Linked DNA regions of Triticum aestivum: region 2 is linked to region 1. A link is a contact called in public Hi-C data. All regions are on one chromosome and are shown on one strand. The core of a region is the stretch at or near the end of the contact, and the rest is flanking DNA. Distances in the headings are between cores, read along the strand shown. Region 1 holds the start of LOC123121337 (serine/threonine-protein kinase PBL34). Region 2 holds the start of LOC123121346 (aminopeptidase M1-C).

Region 1 (6,215 bases), core at 774-3,273:
GGCACGTCTCCTCCAGCGCCGGCGGTCAGCGCCGCCACCTTCAACACCCCCTGTGCACTTCCCCTCCTCCTCCCGTCACGTGCAGGAACCAACACCGGGCGTACAGCAGGAACCAGAACGCGGCGAGGGCGACGAACGCCAGCGACATGACGCCGTAGAACGCCAGGAGCGGGCCATCCGACCGGGGAGGTAGCTGTAGCCGCGGCTGTTCTTCCTGGTCTTGCCCTCCGCGGCCACGTCGAGGGACGCGTCGCAGTGGACGAAGCGGAGGCTGTCCACGCCGGTGGGCGCGACGGCGACTGTCTCGTCAGGGAAGATGGCCTCGAGGGCGCCCGGCAGGAAGGAGGCGGCAAGCACCTAGGGCCAGTCGCGGCGGTAGTGTTGTTGGGCACGTGGTGCACGAGCGACCCTTCAGTGCACGCGCCGCGCTTCGCCATGTCCGGCGTGCACCAGAGCACGCACGCACCGCCGGCGACGACGTCAGAGCCCCCACCGCTGCGGACTGAGCCGTGCACCAGCTCCTCCTCGCGCGCTTCCCCTACTCCTGTTCCCGTCACGTGCTCCGCCGCGCTCGCCGGCGGCAGCGGAAGCCGCGTGTGCCGGACAGCCGACTGCAAACCGAGCCGCGCACCGCCACCTCCAGATCCTCCCTGCGCTTGCCCTTCTCCTCCCGCTCCACACCATGCTCGCTGCCCACCGCGGACCGCCAAGTGCACACAAGGTGCTCGAGAGAATGTAACAGAGAGAGAAGAGTGTACGTGCACGTTGACAGGTGGGCCCTACGCCCAGTTTAACGGCCCGTTAAAAAATGTCAAGTCTTCTTGCCATGTTAGCACTGACAGCGGGCCCTATCCGTCAAATCAAGCATCAACATGCATTTAGCGGTCTAAAAAAACTGAATGGCGGCGGTTTCCTGAATTAGGGTCCTCAATTGTGGTGGTTTTTTGTCCTATTCAAGAGTCCGACATAACAACTGCGGCTCCAGGGCGTTAATCCTTAGAGGCACGTTGCCATCGACAAGGTCAAGCTGGTTCCGATTGGGTAGCAGCATCTGCGGCTTGATCTAACAACAGTAGTGGTTGTTCGGTGGTCTAGAGGTGTCGATGTCATTTTTTATTATATTTAAGGTCATTTGCATTGCTGATTAACTTTATAACAAATCTGAAACTTTTTTAGAAAAAGAAGTACGTGCCTACTGTACTACACTTTAGAGCCGAAAATGGCAAGAAGAAATTCATGCATGCATAAACTAGTCATCACGTCGCCGCTTCTGCGTGACGGCTAAGAAGAAACTTTGCAGGGAACAGCTCAACCAAACGCAACCACCACTCCGTCCCAATCAATCATGGCGCTGCCACCAGTTTCGGAAGGAATGCCAGGCAGGGCAGAGACCCGTCCGTCCGTCCGTCCCGGTCCCACTCCGCAGAGCCGCCGGCCACGTCGGCGCACACGTCGTCGGCCGCGTCGGCGCACGCTGGAAAAGCCGTCCACGTCGGCCACGTGCTCGCGAAAGGAGAAAAAAAGGGGGCGAGCTCGCGAGGAACATCTGTGCTTTTCCTCCGCTGCCCTGTCCCTCTCTCCCTCTCGGCGCAATCCATCCATTATTCTCTCGCTTATTATTATTCCCCACTCCCCCCTCTCTCTCTCCCTCCCTCCCCGACTAGCTGCTGCCTGCTGCGGAGGCCGCCGCCGGAGAGGAGCGAGAAGGTGTGCCGCCGCGTCCGGGGGATCCGCGCCTCCTGCTTCGGCTGCGCGGTGGGCGACTCATGCGGTGGTCCGGAGGCGGGGGTGCTGCCGGGGGAGACGCGGTGGTTCGGGGCGGATGGCTCGCTGGTGCTTGGAGATTGGTGTGATTTGACGGGATTCGGTGGAGGCGCTGGGTTTCGTGGGGTGCCAGGGTTTCGGCGGTTGCGTGTGGGGGACGTGGGTGTTTGCTGCTCCCTGAGGCCGATCTGGCGGCGCTCGTGCGGGGGAGCGAGCTGATTCGACGCGATTTGGAGGTGTGGCGGCGGGATCTTCGTGAGGCTCTTTTCGCGAGGGGGGTAGGAGGAGGAGGTGGTGGTAGCCCATGGGGCTCGCGCCGCCGGAGCTGGGCCAGTTCGACGGGTGGGAGAGCTCTGGCGAGGAGGAGCGGGAGAGGTGGGGATGGTGCCGCCGCAGCAGCAGGCGAGGCCGCCGCCTGCCCCGGAAGGGCGGCGAGGAGGACGCCGGCGTCGCTACTGGCTGCTGCATCCGCCTCTGGCCCATGGGCAACTGCCCGCCGCAGCCGCGCTCCAAGGTCGACACCTCCACCAGCAGCGCCAGCACGCACGGCGGTAATGTCTCTCTCTCTCTCTCGCGGTGTTGCTTTCCATGTCTGCGGTTGATGCAATGCATGCATGCCCTAGTTGGTCATGGCCTATACTAGTCTGTTAGGTTGTTAATGCTGATGGTGTGTGTGTGCCTCTTCCACAGTGTTGCTTTGGATGTTCAGATTCAGATTCCATGTAACGGATGCCGTATGGTTGTCGGTTATAGTTCGTTAGGCTGTTAATGCTTGCGAGCGTGCGCCGCCGGTCACGTGTCGTTTTGGATGTTTCGGTTTGATTAATGTATGCCGTAGTTGGTCGGCGGTTACGGTTCGTTAGGTTCTTATAATGCTGAGGATGTGTGTGTTTTGGTGGTTAAATTGCTGGGGAGCTGAGTGAACTACATGTGAGTACAGCTTGGCACAAAAATCTTTGGCCGTTGCAACGTTGTCGAGAAATGAATGTACAAATGTCCTAGTATTTAGTATGACAAGCCGACAAAACATATGAATTGTGAAATAGTTGGCGAATTCTAGTATTCTATTGCATATTTAGCACTGCATTTCTAGCTGAGCTGTTAGTCTGTTAATGGTGATGACGTGCGCCGCATTCACGGTGTCGTTTTGGATGTTTCGGTTTGATGCAGTTTTGCATGTTCTAGCTGAGCTGTTAGTCTGTTAGTTGGTTACAGTTCGTTAGATTTCTAATGCTGAGGATGTGTCTGTTTTGGTGGTAAAATTGCTGGAGAGTTGAGTGAACTATGTGTGAGTGCACTAGTGCAGGGCACAATAATCTTTGGTCGTAGCCACGTTGTCAAGCAATGAATGTAGAAATGTCCTAGTAGTATGACAAGCCGACAAAACAAATTAATCGTGAAATAGTTGGTGAATTTTACCGAACATTGAGCACCGTATTTCTAGCTGAGATTCAGGTGTCGTCATCACCTAATTAATTAATGTGAAATTGAAGGATGGGATTCTGGAATAGCAAGTGTACATGTGGGACTAGTGGCATGACTGCTTTCATGAGTATCTATTTTTAGAATAGCATGGTATGTTGTTGCTTCACACAGGTTGCACTAAATCCTGTAACAATTTAATGAGAATCATGCACAAGCAATCACAATGGATGTTGATAACTTGATAATATAATGTTACTCACCTACCTGACTCTGATTTTGTTGATGTCATCTCCTGTATGATGTTTAAAATAGTAACCGCTTTCTCAAATCATATTCATCAAGACTTTTGCTTCATCCATAGATGGAAATGCATATTTGGAATGCATGAGAGATCAATATAGCCGCTTTATGAAGCCCTTTTGGTTTAGCTAGTGGCAACTATTTCTTACAAACAATACGTGGTTGGATCTCAGATAGATAATTTAGGTCCACTTTTGCATTTTTATGCCGTGCTGTGAAATCTAGTTAGTTATGTTAGGCTTGTGCTGGCCAGTACTAATTCTGGTACAATGTTTATCATATGGGCCTAGCGGACCTCTTTATGTAGTTTGTAATCTAAAGTAGACAAGAGCACTGGTTTGGGTAAGTAACAACTTTAATACCAAACAGTCCTTGTTGATTCTTCTCCGCTTGCTGACTAGATTATTTCAGAATTTTAGGCATGAAGAAATAGCATATTAACATGGTACCGGATGATACGAGGACTGAGTCTAGCCAGCTACTTAATTTTCCTCTAATTCGAGGATATATGCCTTGTGTTTGTACTTATGCCTTGGAACTAAAATCATGAGCTAAAGCATGATGTAGAGCTACGAGAAAGGACTCCAGTTGGCATATGGGTCCGTAGTTTCTGTCATGTTTATTAACTCATAACCCTTATAACTACCTTTGTCAGGTGCTCACAGTGAATCACTTCTCCCCTTCTCCTTCAGAGAAGCCTATTTCTATTTCTTTTTTTCGAAATTTGTGAAAGAAAAAAAAAACGGGTAGACTATTCACCTAGGTATTTGAAGGAGAAGCGTATTTCTGCTTCTTCTTTTGGAAATTTCTGATTAAATGGTTGCCTATTCAACTAGGTATTTATTTAGGAGAGAGATGTTTCCTGATCCTTGAAAGGTACCACCAGGTATCTGCACTCGACGATACCAGCAACCGTTATGTGAAATGGCATTCTGGTGTGAGTGTATTGTAAACAAGATTAAGTTGGTAATTAGTAACCTCTCCAAGTCCAACACTGCCATTCTTTGTCAAACAGTCACTTGGAGCATTTCTGTTGAGCCTCTCCTAGTACATCTATGCTCTGATTCCCCACCTACGTCCTCGCATTACTACTTGCTCCTTCAAGCTGCCAGAAATTGTAGTACTTTCTAATCAAGAACGTGCGTAACCACATCAACTTGCAAGGTCGTTTGTTTGTGCCTGCCAGCTTTTTGTAATTTGCTCTTCTGTAATGCCGTGATAGAAATATGTAGGTTTACTTCGGTTACTTAGATTCAGATATGTGGCCTTGTGGGTATACATTTCTACCAGTACCTCTTACTCTAGACATCGGATTATATTTGATGAACAGACCCAAGCACCAAGACATCTCTTAGGTAGTTTGGTATTGTTATATGAGTTGATTGTATTTAGTACTCCCTCCGTCCCAAAATAAGTGTCTCAAGCTTAGTGCAACTTTGTACTGGAGCTAGTACAAAGTTGAGACACTTATTTTGGGACGGAGGGAGTATGTGTTTGTGTATGCCCCATACTTAAAATTACATTTTGCTTTCCTTTGGGGATACCTCAGACTTGGCTGTGTAGATTGAAATTATGTTTATTCTTATTGTTACCGTCGGGACATTCTTGTCTTATTATGGTAATACTAAAACTGTTATTCATTGCGTGGAACAGCAGAAAAGTCAGCAGAAAATGGTAGCAGGAACCAACCTGTTGTGTCAGTAGTCTCAGGCTCGACATCTACTAGTAATGCAGAGAGCAGTTCATCAGCATCTAAAGCTGGAGAGGAAATAAAGGTTTCCTCTAAGTTGCGCAAGTTTGGATTCAGTGATCTAAAATGCGCCACACGGAACTTCAGACCCGAGAGTCTTCTCGGTGAAGGGGGTTTTGGATGTGTGTTTAAAGGGTGGATCGAAGAGAATGGAACTGCGCCTGTGAAACCTGGTACAGGTCTTACAGTTGCTGTCAAGACACTCAATCATGATGGTCTTCAAGGGCACAAAGAATGGGTGGTATGTGCTTTGTTACTTCAAGCTATGTTTATTTTGATCTTCACTATCCAATTTCATTAGGATTTCCAATGATTCTCCTCCATATTCTATTTGCAGGCAGAAGTTGATTTCCTTGGTAACCTTCACCATCCCAATTTGGTCAAATTAATTGGATATTGTGTTGAAGATGACCAAAGATTGCTGGTATATGAATTTATGCCGCGTGGAAGTTTGGATAATCATCTATTCAGAAGTATGTACTGACCAGTTCTCAAGCACTTGAAGCTTTAAAATTTTCATAGAGCCTTTGTCCTGTTTTGTTCATCATTTTTTTCTTTTGAGGATAACATGTTCCAAAGTGTTTGCCCATTGCATCACTCAATTGGAAAATATTATTTATTTCGTGGAAATTCGGAGCTTACATAAATTTCAATTCATACATAGGGTCTCTTCCTCTCCCATGGTCCATCAGAATGAAAGTTGCTCTTGGGGCAGCACAGGGTCTTTCCTTCCTTCATGAAGAAGCAGAAAGACCAGTCATTTATCGTGATTTTAAAACATCTAATATACTGCTAGATTCGGTAAGTATCGAATCCTTGAATTTATTTCATTGCGCATCACATGACTCACATAGGTGCATCCTGTTCATACGTGTAAATGTTGCTCTTGCAGGAATACAATGCAAAGCTCTCAGATTTTGGGCTTGCCAAAGATGGTCCTGTAGGTGACAAAACTCATGTGTCTACTCGAGTAATG
Region 2 (6,071 bases), core at 1,993-4,492, 520 kb after region 1:
GATGGGTCCTCTGGCTCTGGCATGTGGATTGTCCCTATAACTTCAGGATGTGGTGCATATGATACACAGAAAAAGTTCTTGTTGAAACTTAAACGTGATAAGATGGTCATTGGTTCACAATGTGGTGACCGAAAGAAGGGTGGAAACTTTTGGACTAAGTTGAATATAAATGGAACTGGATTTTACAGAGTTAAATATGACGATGAGCTTGCAGCTGCACTTCAAAATGCGTTGGAGACAAAGAAGCTCTCACTAATGGATAAAATTGGTAAACGCAACATGTGCCGTTGAATCTGCTTGTAATCTTTTGGTGGTAGGTATTATAACATTAGCATTGCAGGCACTGTGGATGACTTATATGCGCTTTCTATTGCCCGCCAGCAAACATTTGCGTCGTTGCTACGTTTACTCTACGGTTATCGTGGGGAAGCTGATTATAGTGTTCTTTCACACATAAACACTGTACGTAAATCCTGTAGGTCCAGTTGATTCTATCGTGTTCAATTGTTCATGAAGATAAATCGCCTATATCTTTTACTTTGGATTGGCAGGTAACCACAAGTATAGCTAAAGTATCTGCTGATGCTACTCCTGCCTTGGCTGGTGACATCAAACAACTTTTGATCAAGATTCTTTTGTCACCTGCAGAGTATGCCCCCACCATAACTGCTATGAGTTTCTTAATGTGTTACACTCACAATAGATCATCTCTTTTGTTTCACAAAAAGGAAAAGGAAACATAATATGTCATTAATCTTCTTCCTAACTTCTCATGTTGCTTGAACATTCCTTCTTTTGTGGCCGATGCATGACAATCGCATGATTCTTTCATGTTATTACTGTATATTTGCTACATTTTCCTATGTTTCTTCCTTTTGACTATGTCACACTTGTCTTTCAGAAAGTTAGGCTGGGACCCCAAGAAGGGTGAAAGCCACCTGGATGTAATGCTTAGACCACTGCTGTTGACTGCACTTGTCCAACTTGGACATGGTAAGACCATTAATGAAGGAGTTAGGCGCTTTAACATCTTCACACGTGATCGCGGCACTTCTCTTCTTCCTCCGGATACTAGAAAGGTCCTACCTTTTGCTATCACTTCACGTGGTACTCCTATGATTACTTCTTCCATTTGTAACTTGCGCTGTTCTGCAGGCCGCATACCTTGCTGTGATGCAGAATGTTAGTAGTTCAAACAGATCCGGTTATGATGCTCTCCGAAAAATCTACAAGGAGTCAGCTGAAGGGGAGGAAAGATTACAAGTCCTAGGTGTGTAGCCCTTTGACCATGTTAAACTAGCAAAGCTTGCCCATGTTTTTGGTTGTTCTAAAAGCATTTTCTTATTGTTTCAAGGCATATTATCTTCTTGCCGGGATAAGGGTATTGTCCTTGAATCACTGAATTTAATTTTCACTAATGAGGTAAATGCAAATATCATTACTTTCTTCCACAATTATAGTCGAAGGTCTCTATGAGCTTCCTTGTGTCAAGTTGCAAGCTGTACTCAGGTCTCATATGCCTCTCTTGCTTGTCAGGTTCGCAATCAAGATGCATATATTCTCCTTAGAGGTATTCAACCAGAGGCACGTGAAATTTCGTGGAACTGGTTGAAGGTACGATCTCTTTTAACAATGAGGACCCTTTTATCTATGTGTGTTGACGTGTTGTTGATGCGTAAAAGTCGTTATTTCTGGGTCCTGTCTGGAACATCAGATTCTTGTAGGTATTCTAAACAAATTGGAATATCCAATCATGAGATGTTTCTTTTTCTACCAACTTCATTGAGACTTCTGCATTACAAAGAGGACCCAAGGTTCATCTGTTTTTGTCAACAAGAATTCAAGTCAAGTGGCATATTTGCAAACAGCTGAACTATGTTTGTGAATTTATTTCGGGATCGTGATCTCTTTATATGGATTTCCCTTGTGAATGTATTTTAAGTAGAGTGAATTTGAGGCTGCGGCACCCCACCATCTATTTTTTGCGGTTCCTTCATCTGACACCTTAGGAGATGACTGATGGTTCATATTAGTGCTAGCAGACTGAAACATTTGAAAACATGGTGCTAACATTTGTCCCGTACTGTCTGTCTGCAGGAAAACTGGGAGCGCATCTCAAGGACGTTTTCCGGGAGCTTGGCGGCGAATTTTGTTAAAAACATTGTTCCATTGGTACATTTAATCACAGTTCTATTGCCATATTTCCGTGATCATATTCCCCAGTTTTGCAGGTATTATTTCCATGAGGCCATAGCTAATGTGGACTTCCTTGTTTCTTGTCAGTTCACCTCCAACGAGAAGGCGGCAGAGATCTCCAAGTTCTTTGCAACGCGCACAAAGCCCGGATTCGAGAGGACGCTGAAGCAGAGCCTTGAAACCGTGCGGATCAGTGCGAGATGGGCCGAGGGCATCAGGAGCGAGCCCGGGCTTTCACAGACGGTGCGCGAGCTCCTGGCCAAGCCCTGACGTGCTGCAGCTAGAGTGCTAGGTTACAGTTGTTGTTGGCAATAAGAATGCATTTGTGCCTTATCATGTGTGGAAACTGTGGTTTGAGATGATATTTGGTTGTACATTTGTAGTGGTGGTGGTAGTGAGTCAGCTGATGCCAGTTTGTAGCCAAATCATTGATTGTTATGCATATGGTGCAAACGGGTTGTATGAAGAATGATAATGTCAAGGAGGAACTAGGTAGCATATCCATTAAAAGGAAATTCAGGCAAAACAAAGAAAATTTTGGCAAAGCTCCAATCTCAGTGTCATTAGAACAAGCCTCCTTGATGTATCCTTTTTGGTAAACTGAATGTACGAGGAGACTTCACGTGGGTGGTTATAAAGCCGAGCCGATGGAATATACGGGGCAACTCTTGATGCAAAGCAAATACATAAAATAAGATTGTGTTTGGTTTAAAGTAAAGATTTTCCAGCTCTCTTCGTCCCTTAATATAAGACGGTTTTTTGCAGTGACTGTGGTAGTGTACCTTAAACTGATAAAATAGGTATGTGTCCAATTAATATTTGGTTACCAAATATAAGAGATTTATCAGGTTACCAAATATATTAGATATTGATTGATACTTATCAAGTACATATGTAAGATATTGATTGATACTATTTATTTGCTTCTGGGTTGTGAATTTATTAGTACAATTTATTGGGTTACCAAAGATCGGCCGGCTCAGCTGAGTCAACCCACCCCCGCTGTCTCCGCTCCATATTTATACAGCGGCAGCCACCGGTGCTCCTCCCCACCCCCTCGCTCGCTCGCTCGCTCAGTAGTGGTAGGCCGGCAGGAAGGCCCCGCCCGCTCACTAGTGGTAGGCCGGCAGGAAGGCTCACAGCTGCCTGCCATCGACAACGCCCGGGAGCGCGCGTCGTCCGTTGTTTCCATGGCTCCACCCCGCGCCGGCGCCGGCGCCGTGCTGCTCGTGGTGGTGGCGCTCCTCTTCGTCGACGCAGCAGCGGCCGCCGGCGGCGGCATGAAGATGGCGACACACGGCGAGGTGCGGTATCGATCCCCTGCCCGCGAGATTACAAATTTTACTATTCTGCTGCATGCGTTGCAGGATGGTGTTGTAGTGGTCCATTTCATTTTTGAGAGAGCTAGTTGAAACTGATAGGAGGAAGCTTCACGTGGTGGGTAGCCGGCTAGGTAAGTCCAACCGGAGTCTATCTGTATCCCCGTTGCCTCCGTCTGGGCCTGAAACGGCTAGATGTATATATAGGGAAACGGCTACATATTGGCTTACCTGGAACAAAATAGGAAATCTATTCTTTTCAGCCGGCTGATTACGGGCTCGTCTAAACCGCCCTCTCCGCACGACACGCGTCCCGCTGGGCCCTCCCACTGCCCAGCCTTATCCCCTCATCTCTAGCGTCACGAGATCCACTGATTTTTTCATCAAACTCGATCCCCTTCTGTTCTGCTCCGCACCTCTCTCTCTCCTACAGCTCTCTCTATCATGGTCATGGACACGCTCTAAGCTCCGCTACCCTGCTGCCTCCCAAGCTCCATGCGACCGGTGCTGCATTGCAGCGCTCGTCGGTGATGCCGGCGCTATGATGCGGTGATCGTCGATAGCTGCGGCGATGCAATGTGGTGGGCTGGTGGCTCCCAAGCTCCAACACGGTGTTGCCCAAGCTCCACACGACCGGTGCTGCGTTGCATTGTTCATCGATGAAGTCAGCGCTGCGACGCGGTGGTCCGCGGTTGCTGCCGGCGACGCCGCCCTCGTCGGTCCGGCTAGCGCTGTGATGCGGTGGTCCGCGGTTGCTGCCGGCGACGCCGCCCTCGTCGGTCCTGCCAGCGCTGTGATGCAGTACTCGCGCCACTGCAAGGGGCATCGGGTGTTGTGATGCAACGCTCGTTGAAGATGTCGGTGTTGCTATGCAGCGTTGCCGGAATTTTTGTCTAAAAAGACCACCTATCGAACAAAATTGCTAGAAAAGATCCCCTTAGACAGATTGCCCAAAAAGACCCCTCGACCGTGGCGGCAGGCGCGCCAGGCCACACGTGGCACATGCCGCCAGGGGCGAGGCGGCAGCCCCTGCCGCCGGTGGGCCCAGCCGCCTCACTGGCTGGCGGCAGCACTGTACGTGGTGGGCCCTGCCGCCTCGCGCCCAAGCGGCAGGCTGTGCACTGCTGCGCGCCAGCCGGCCTCAGCGTATTGCACGGCAAGCATAGTGCACGGAGCTACTGAACCTAGTCAAGACTCACGGAGCTATTGAACCTTGACCCGATCGAGCAAGCTAGTCAAGACTCAGACAAGCCAGCTTTCACACAAACTTCAGTGCACGGAGCTATTAATCTTGACCCGAGCAAGCTAGTCAAATGCTGACCAATAGTAACCTTTTTTTTTCTTTTGCATGGGATCAATTAATAATGTGCAGGGACGTACATGCCGCCTGGCGCCTGGACGATTCTGGTGCAGTGCACAGCCTGCCGCCTGGGCGCGAGGCGGCCGGGCCCACCATGTACAGTGCTGCCGCCAGCCAGTGAGGCGGCTGGGCCCACCACGCCAGCCCGTTCCGTCGCGGCTCATCGATTCCTGTTATTTGCAGCCTGCCGCCTCGACCCGTGGCGGCATGTGCCACGTGTCGCCTGGCGCGTCTGCCGCCACGGCTCAAGGGGTCATTTTTGTCAATTTGTCTTAGAAGGGGTATTTTCTAGCACTTCTGTTCGGCAGGTGGTCTTTTTCGACAAAAAACCGCATTGCCGAAGCTGCGATGGAGCACCGCCGCACCGGTGTCGTGGCTACAATAAAGCATTGCCGGAGCTACGACGGGCTGCCCACGCTGTGTTGGAGCACCGTCACGCCGGTTTCGTGGTTGCAATGGAGCATGGCCGGAGCTGCGACAGACGGCCGGTGCTGCTTGTGCCGGTGTCACTGCTGTAATGGAGCATGGCCGGAGCTGTGACGGGCCGCCGGTGCTGCGTTGGAGCACCTCGTGCCGCTGTCGCTGCTGCAATGGAGCATGGCCGGAGCTGCGACGGGCTGCCAGTGCTGCGATGGAGCACCACCGGCCGCGCCGGTGTTGGCGCTGCAAAGCGTGGCAGCGGTGCTACGATGAAGCTCGACGGTGGCAACAAAAAGTGTTGCAGAGTGCTATCTTTTTCGTTCCTAGTCGTGGTGTTTTCTTTTTTCCTTTTGGCGATGCGGGGTGCATGCGGGAGTAGTTGCTTGAGATGAAGATGACTGTTGTGATCCAATGGCCATACAACGCCTGATCCAACGGCCCACGAGGGGGTTGATTGTTTGCCCTGCGTCAGTTGGATGACGCCTAGCAGTGGCCAACAAAATATGCATATTTAAAATAAACTAGTAGTAAAAGATTGCCCGCTAATATTAGAGAGGAAATTAATACATGTTTATAATAGGTAGGATATGAATTGCGTATTAATTACATGTTTATATTCGGTAGAATATCGATTACATTTTAATTGCACACTTATATTGGATAGGATATCAATTAAACCTTATAATAATGTAATTAGCATAAATCGTTGTTACTACTTGGTAGTGTGATATTAACTGCATGTTAAACATGTTGAACGATGACCATTGAGACAATCC

Evidence for each region. Hi-C and Micro-C count contacts between places; a contact is called where the count stands out from the background.
Region 2: a Hi-C map of leaf shows a contact between it and region 1, with 5 times the contacts expected there. The contact joins the promoter of LOC123121346 here to the promoter of LOC123121337 in region 1. A contact is called at or near these places in 3 of 5 Hi-C or Micro-C datasets (all in leaf).

Annotation. Positions count from the first base shown.
Region 1 is chr5D:302,210,325-302,216,539 of IWGSC CS RefSeq v2.1, forward strand. LOC123121337 (serine/threonine-protein kinase PBL34) reads left to right here and starts at 2,024. Exons shown (of 6, transcript XM_044541282.1): 1 at 2,024-2,315; 2 at 5,143-5,480; 3 at 5,577-5,712; 4 at 5,904-6,040; 5 at 6,132-6,215. The coding sequence starts at 2,069.
Region 2 is chr5D:302,728,990-302,735,060 of IWGSC CS RefSeq v2.1, forward strand. LOC123121346 (aminopeptidase M1-C) reads left to right here and starts at 3,243. Exons shown (of 20, transcript XM_044541299.1): 1 at 3,243-3,500. The coding sequence starts at 3,387. It overlaps LOC123121345 (aminopeptidase M1-C), which reads left to right. Exons shown (of 20, transcript XM_044541298.1): 12 at 1-268; 13 at 341-462; 14 at 552-649; 15 at 902-1,079; 16 at 1,156-1,270; 17 at 1,355-1,422; 18 at 1,537-1,614; 19 at 2,098-2,172; 20 at 2,284-2,834. The coding sequence ends at 2,466.